Linked DNA regions of Mus musculus: region 2 is linked to region 1. A link is a contact called in public Hi-C data. All regions are on one chromosome and are shown on one strand. The core of a region is the stretch at or near the end of the contact, and the rest is flanking DNA. Distances in the headings are between cores, read along the strand shown. Region 1 overlaps Tenm2 (teneurin transmembrane protein 2). Region 2 overlaps Tenm2 (teneurin transmembrane protein 2).

What was found. A called contact is a pair of places that touch in the nucleus more often than the background predicts.
Region 2: a Hi-C map of cortical neurons shows a contact between it and region 1. The contact joins two enhancer-like sites. A contact is called at or near these places in 1 of 484 Hi-C or Micro-C datasets (cortical neurons), 1 of 115 datasets of contacts at active chromatin or transcription factors (embryonic hindbrain) and 1 of 9 other capture datasets (embryonic stem cells).

What each region holds. Positions count from the first base shown.
Region 1 is chr11:36,108,255-36,111,100 of GRCm38.p6, reverse strand. All of the region lies in intron 12 of Tenm2 (teneurin transmembrane protein 2), which reads left to right. Among named protein-coding and RNA genes, the nearest start is that of Gm42071, 5.4 kb to the right of the region's middle. Within about 2 kb of position 1,455, at least 41 of the 459 cell types and tissues checked have an H3K27ac peak or open chromatin away from gene starts, as enhancers often do. A contact at or near this core is called in cortical neurons, where this site is marked.
Region 2 is chr11:36,674,391-36,677,236 of GRCm38.p6, reverse strand. The region is part of intron 2 of Tenm2 (teneurin transmembrane protein 2); the gene reads left to right. Among named protein-coding and RNA genes, the nearest start is that of Gm51889, 22 kb to the left of the region's middle. Within about 2 kb of position 1,361, at least 8 of the 459 cell types and tissues checked have an H3K27ac peak or open chromatin away from gene starts, as enhancers often do. A contact at or near this core is called in cortical neurons, where this site is marked.

The sequences.
Region 1 (2,846 bases), core at 206-2,705:
CTTCATTCATTCCTGGCCATGCTTGACATCAATCATTCATTCGTTCACACACACACCAACTACCCACTGAGTACTACAATCCCACGGAAAATAAGTTAGACATGGTCCCTCACATGACAGGTGAACAGCCCAACAGGAATGCCCAGCACAGCTATTTAATTGAGCACTGAGAAGTTCTAGGAAGACCATTCAAATTGTAGTTAGTAACAAAGGCCATAGGATACAACTCCCAAAGATGGACTCTTGGGATACATCCAGGCTATATCCAACTGTAGCATTTTGTCTAAGCTCAGTTAAGAGGTACACTCAGCCATGGTGATTGGAGCTAGCTCCAAGAGATGAGAGAGACAGTGGGAGGGGAGGGTCACTCCAAGGCTTCCGTCTCAGGAGTGGATGAGTTCAGGTGCCATTCATGGATGGAGGATACAGTTTAGTGAGAACAAAAGGAAAGAGGTTGGATTCCTCTGACTTGGAGTTGACCTTGAGTGAACAGACAGGGATGCTGACGTGAGAGCAGGGGTGTGTCCGGGGCTGGAGCTGAAAGGACTCAGGCATCACATAGCAGTATGGCTTTGGTTTGTGTAGAGATAACTGCATGCATCTGTGTGAGCTGGGGATAGAGTGTGAATTGACAAAATCAACCATGTTGCTGATGCCCTTGCAAGCTTTTCCTGAGAAGGAGGCATCTGCAGTTGGAGAAGAAGGCTCCTTCCACTTCTCGGCTGTTGAGGGAGATATAGATGGACAGGTAGAAATGAATCCTGTTCATTCAAGCCCTGTTAGTCTGAGACCAGGCCAGGCCCTTCGAACTCACAACCAACAACCATGGCTGAGATCTAATGAAGCCAGGGTTTTCGGCCTCAGTCCTGTTGACATTTGAACCTGTGCCGTTCTTGGAGGGTGGGGGTAGCATTCTCCTGTGCCTTTAGGATGTGGAATGGCATCCCTAGCCTCTACCCATGAGTTGTCAAGTGTTACTACCCCTAAAGATGACAATCAAAAATATCTCCAGACATTATCAGACATCCCCCAGAGAAAAAAGAGGAAAATCTTTTTATAAATCCTTTGTTAAGAACCACTGGTCCAGGGTCATGATAGAACCTGAAACCCCAGGCAGCCATCAGTTCCTTCTAGCTGAAGAAATAAGCATCCAAACAGGGGTGCCTTCCAGGAGTCTAAACCAGTCATTTAGAGGCAGGCGTTCGAGGAAATCCGAAAGCCAGCCTGAAACTCAGAAACTTGGATGCCCAAGTGTGAGCCCATAAGCCAATTCCAACTTCAGTCATAGCATCCTCTCCAGAGAAGAGCTGCCACCTGATGCCCATTTACCCTCCAGACTAATTACTTCCTAGGTTTTGTTTTTCCTTAAGCAGCAGCTGGCTTTGCACTTTACAAACACAAAGAGTCACCTCCTCAGAAGGCCACCAGCAGAATGAACTTGCGCTAGGGCTAGCTTGGGGTTGCCTAGCAACGCCACGCACCTACCAAGGCTGCTTTCTTCCTCTTCAAGCTAAAAGCAAAGTCCTGTCCATTAATTCCCAGCTGCCCTGAAACTTCTCAGAGATTTGCCAGCTCCCGCTGTTCCTGTTTTCATCTTCCTCGTAGGATGTGGCAAAAACTCGCTCCTCTGCCCTGTTTACCTCACTTCAGTTGGTCAGAATGAAAAGAGAAGGGGGGAGGCCTCATTCCATAGAAGAGCATACATATTTTGAGCACATATCTCTGACTGACATGCTGGGGCTCTTGGCAAATTTAAATTTTATGTGGTGGACGTGGGTTTCCTACACAATGAATCTTCTGTTGAGACTCTGGGCGTGATTTCAGTGAGACAGGAGGCCTCAAAGTAGCTAAACAGCAAAGCACACATACCAGAAACCGTGTTGAGTAAACGTTCAGAGGCCTGTCATTTAGGGCATTCTCTGTGATCTTTTCCCCCACACTCTGCTGGTGGTAACTGTAAGGCAGAAGGTGGTGGCAGATTGACCACGATCTCGTTGTTTTTTTGTTTTTGTTTTTGTTTTCTCTGAGAACTCATCCAATGTCTCTCAGGCTTTTCCTCCTGAGCTCCATTTTGCTCCCACAGAAATGTTTGTGGCATATCTCTGGAAGTGAGGGAAGCTTCCCTTGGGGCACTGCCTCAGGATGTGAGCAGGAGAGACATCAGCGGTTCCCCAGGCAGGGCCTCAGATACCTCATTGGTAAGGAAAGATGCAAGATCCTGAGCTGGACTTTGTTGTAAGGGGAGGCATGGAGACCAGGATGTGTATGTGTGGACATTGCTAGAGTTAGCACCAAACCAGACGCCCTGCTCCAGGGCTCCTTGTTTCCTCCTCAGCACAGCTGCCTCCCTGAGACTACCCCCAGAGAACTTCCCTGTTGGCATACTCTTCATTCTGATCCTAATCTTCGCAGGATGGGAGGGAGCAAGCCGAGACATTTCCTAAAGCAGTCAAACTCAACTGTGGGTCCGATGACCTTTCTCCTTAGGAGGAGTCACACCACTGACACATGCGCAAATTAGGTTTCTCAGCACCCACATGAGGGGTGCTTGAGGGAAGAGAGGCTGGATGCCAGGTGAAGGCCTTTGGAAAGCCGGGGAGAGATGCACACTTTGATTCGCAGGAAGGTTCCAGATCAGTTACCACTATGGTTAGAAAGCTCTTTGATCTCAGCCTGGCATGCATTGGTGTAGTTTAAAAAAACAGATTCAGAAATGGAAGTGGCCACGGAGGGAGAGAGCATTTTCAGGATGTGCAGATAGTTACTTACAGGGACAATTAAATTAATGGTCATTGGAGTATATTTAAATGAAGCAAGGAAATACAGCTCCAACTGCACAACTCTAT
Region 2 (2,846 bases), core at 112-2,611, 570 kb before region 1:
CTCCCTTTTATTTAAGGGGAGAGATGAGAAATATGATTTTGATCAGAATAGCACTTTGCATTACGTTAAATTCTAAACAGCTAAGGGAAGGGGGAAACATAATTCAATTGATACTGTTTTTGAACTCCAGGACTTAAGCCCTGGGAAGACAGATGGTATTTGAAATTTTTTCCTCTTTCTGAACTTCTGATGCGTTATAATAATTTCTCACCGGAGGTATCGGCAAAGGGCAGAGTTTATTTAAGTCTGGCTGCTTGGGTGTGTTTGGCTTGGCTCTTGTGGGTGAGGCGCATCTCGAATCTCCTGAACCTGAGGCAGGTTGACGGTTTCTAAATGGAGACTAAGTGTTGTCCCAAATGAAATATGAACTTAAAACATCAGGTGAGGGCACGCCTTAGAGAGGCATCCAGTAAATAATTAGGAGAACCGAGTTATGACAGTTTGGAGGGGGAGTTAACTCTGGAAGTGCTGTTGGATAAAGCTTTCTGGATTCGAGACCCCCTTAATGGCAGAGGGGGCTAATTAGAGACTCAAGTGGGAACTTTGATTTAAGCCCCCAAATCTAGGATACCTGTAGTGCTCTTCTAGAGGTAGCTTTAGGTGGACATTCCTTTTGTGCGCTATGAATGGGAACTCTGGATTGTATCTGGTGGCATTTCTCCTTTGACAAGCTCGGGGATGACGCTTTAAAGGGCTCGTATCTATTTTCACGGTGAACAAACAGAGACTATGCTCTATCCTTGAATCATCTCTCAGCACAGGGTGTTTGTGGCCGCAGATGTTGTTTTTAAAGTTTGGGCTATTTGCTGTTAATCTCACTTTTGGTGGATTTTGTTTTCATTGCCTCTGCTGTTAAAAAAAAAAAAAAAATGAAATTGTGACCGGCATGAATGAACTGATATTTGAGAATGGAGAAATATAATACAAATAAGCCAACTTTTGAAATTAAGCGTGACCAGAAATCTGAGTCCTATCCAGGTTTTTGACAAGCGTTACCCGACGTATTTAAGTTGGTTTTTAAATTACCTTGGTGGGCATAGGGGAAGTTCCTTACAAGTGTGCTGTTTGATTAAAGAGAATGCTTCCTGGGAAGGGAATATGGAAAGGTGATGGCCGTGCCTCTAGGCTTGGCCCTAGGAAAAACTGCCCTTCTATGGCTCTGTGGAGTTCAGTGAGCACAGAAAGATAGTATTTCACACATTTGTGTCGTGATAGAATGTTTTCTTGCTTAGTTTCCAAACTGGACTGGCTGTTTAACACCTCTATCTGGAGTATCTTGTGTTGCCAGACCCACCTAATGGCATCTTGTACATGCAGCTCATGGATTCAGCCTTGAGAGGGCATGGGGACAGGCTCGGTACTGGGCAAGGAGGAACAAGTGGAAAGTGGCTCTGGTCAGACAACGTCTGGACAACATCCAGAGTTTATCCCGGGTAGGAGTTTCCTGGGAAGGTCCCGGTACAGGTGCAGGCAAACGGAATTATTTTCTGTGGATTGAAGAGAGAGAGAGAGAGATGGGATCCAGGAAAAGCCATACAGCCATGGGATGCTGGGTAGATGTGTTGGTAGACACTGGCAAATTTAAAAAATAGCCTCACAGGTAGTTTTCCTCCTCTTCAACTTAAGAAACTTGACAGAATCATAAAGTGGCTTTCTTCAGAATTCTTTCTCTGTGCTGCCTTCTTGAATGAACTCTTTTCTGATTCTTGGTACACCTAAACATTGACGGCTTTTTTTTTTTCTTTCTTTTTCTTCTTCTCCCTCCACCGCTCCCCCCGGCAATTTTTTTCTAATGATAAGGATTATGCTTTAAAAGAGTGGTACGGGTTCAGAAAATATGCCCAGGTACCGTAACTTTATCACATATATTTTCTTCCTCTGTATATGAAAATGACTTCCTCAAGGTGAGGCAGTCATAAGTTTTAAATTATACCTTGTCCACTTACCACCACATGAGCCTCTGTCTCTCTCCTAGAAGGACACAGGACTAAAGTGCATGCAGAGAGTTGCCCTGTAACCCGGTGGCATCTCGGCTGGCTGGTGGCACTCTTTAGGGTAGATGGCAATCAGTGGTATCCCTACTCAAACTATCTGATTCATATAAATAGCATTTTTCTGACTTTTCCAGTAGATGTTGCTGGAGAGCAAAGAAAAGATTATTTCCACCCCCCACAGGAAAGAGAAGAAAAACTAGACTTACAAGAGGCAAAGAATCAGAGCCCTCTCTCCAAACTAATTTGCTAATTAATGAATTACATTGTATCATTACCTTTTATGTCTTTCTATAGAAAGCTATTCAAACTTGATTTAGATTTGTAAATGACAATTTGTCCTCCTTGGGCCCTATATATGATGTCTGTTTGCTGTTTTCCATTTTTGTTTTTGTTTTGTTTTGTTTTGTTTTAAATCAAGTTAGCTGCACATTGCTATTCAGAACATCCCATCCCTGAATGCAAAAACCCTTTAACATGCAAATATGATGTCAGAGGAAGAGCTGAAATAGAGTACCCGGAGAAGAGTAATGATCAAACGCATTATAAAAATATGCACCAGTTGCCAACAAGTAATGAAATATTAAGAAATTAAAAGCATGCAACCTCTAAAGTAATAGAATTTCATTGCTCTGAGACTGTTTTCCCACTGAATATTAAGTTCTTAATAGATGTACCAGTTAAAAAAACAAAACAAAAAACAAAAATCGAAAACCTACATGGTTTGTCAGTGAAGTTCTTTCATTATATGATGTTGAAAAATTAGCCCAATAGGATTTTCCTCAGAATGGGAAATGTAATTAACATTGGATATTAAGTGCCAGACTGACAAAGCAAAAGCCACACGGCTTGATG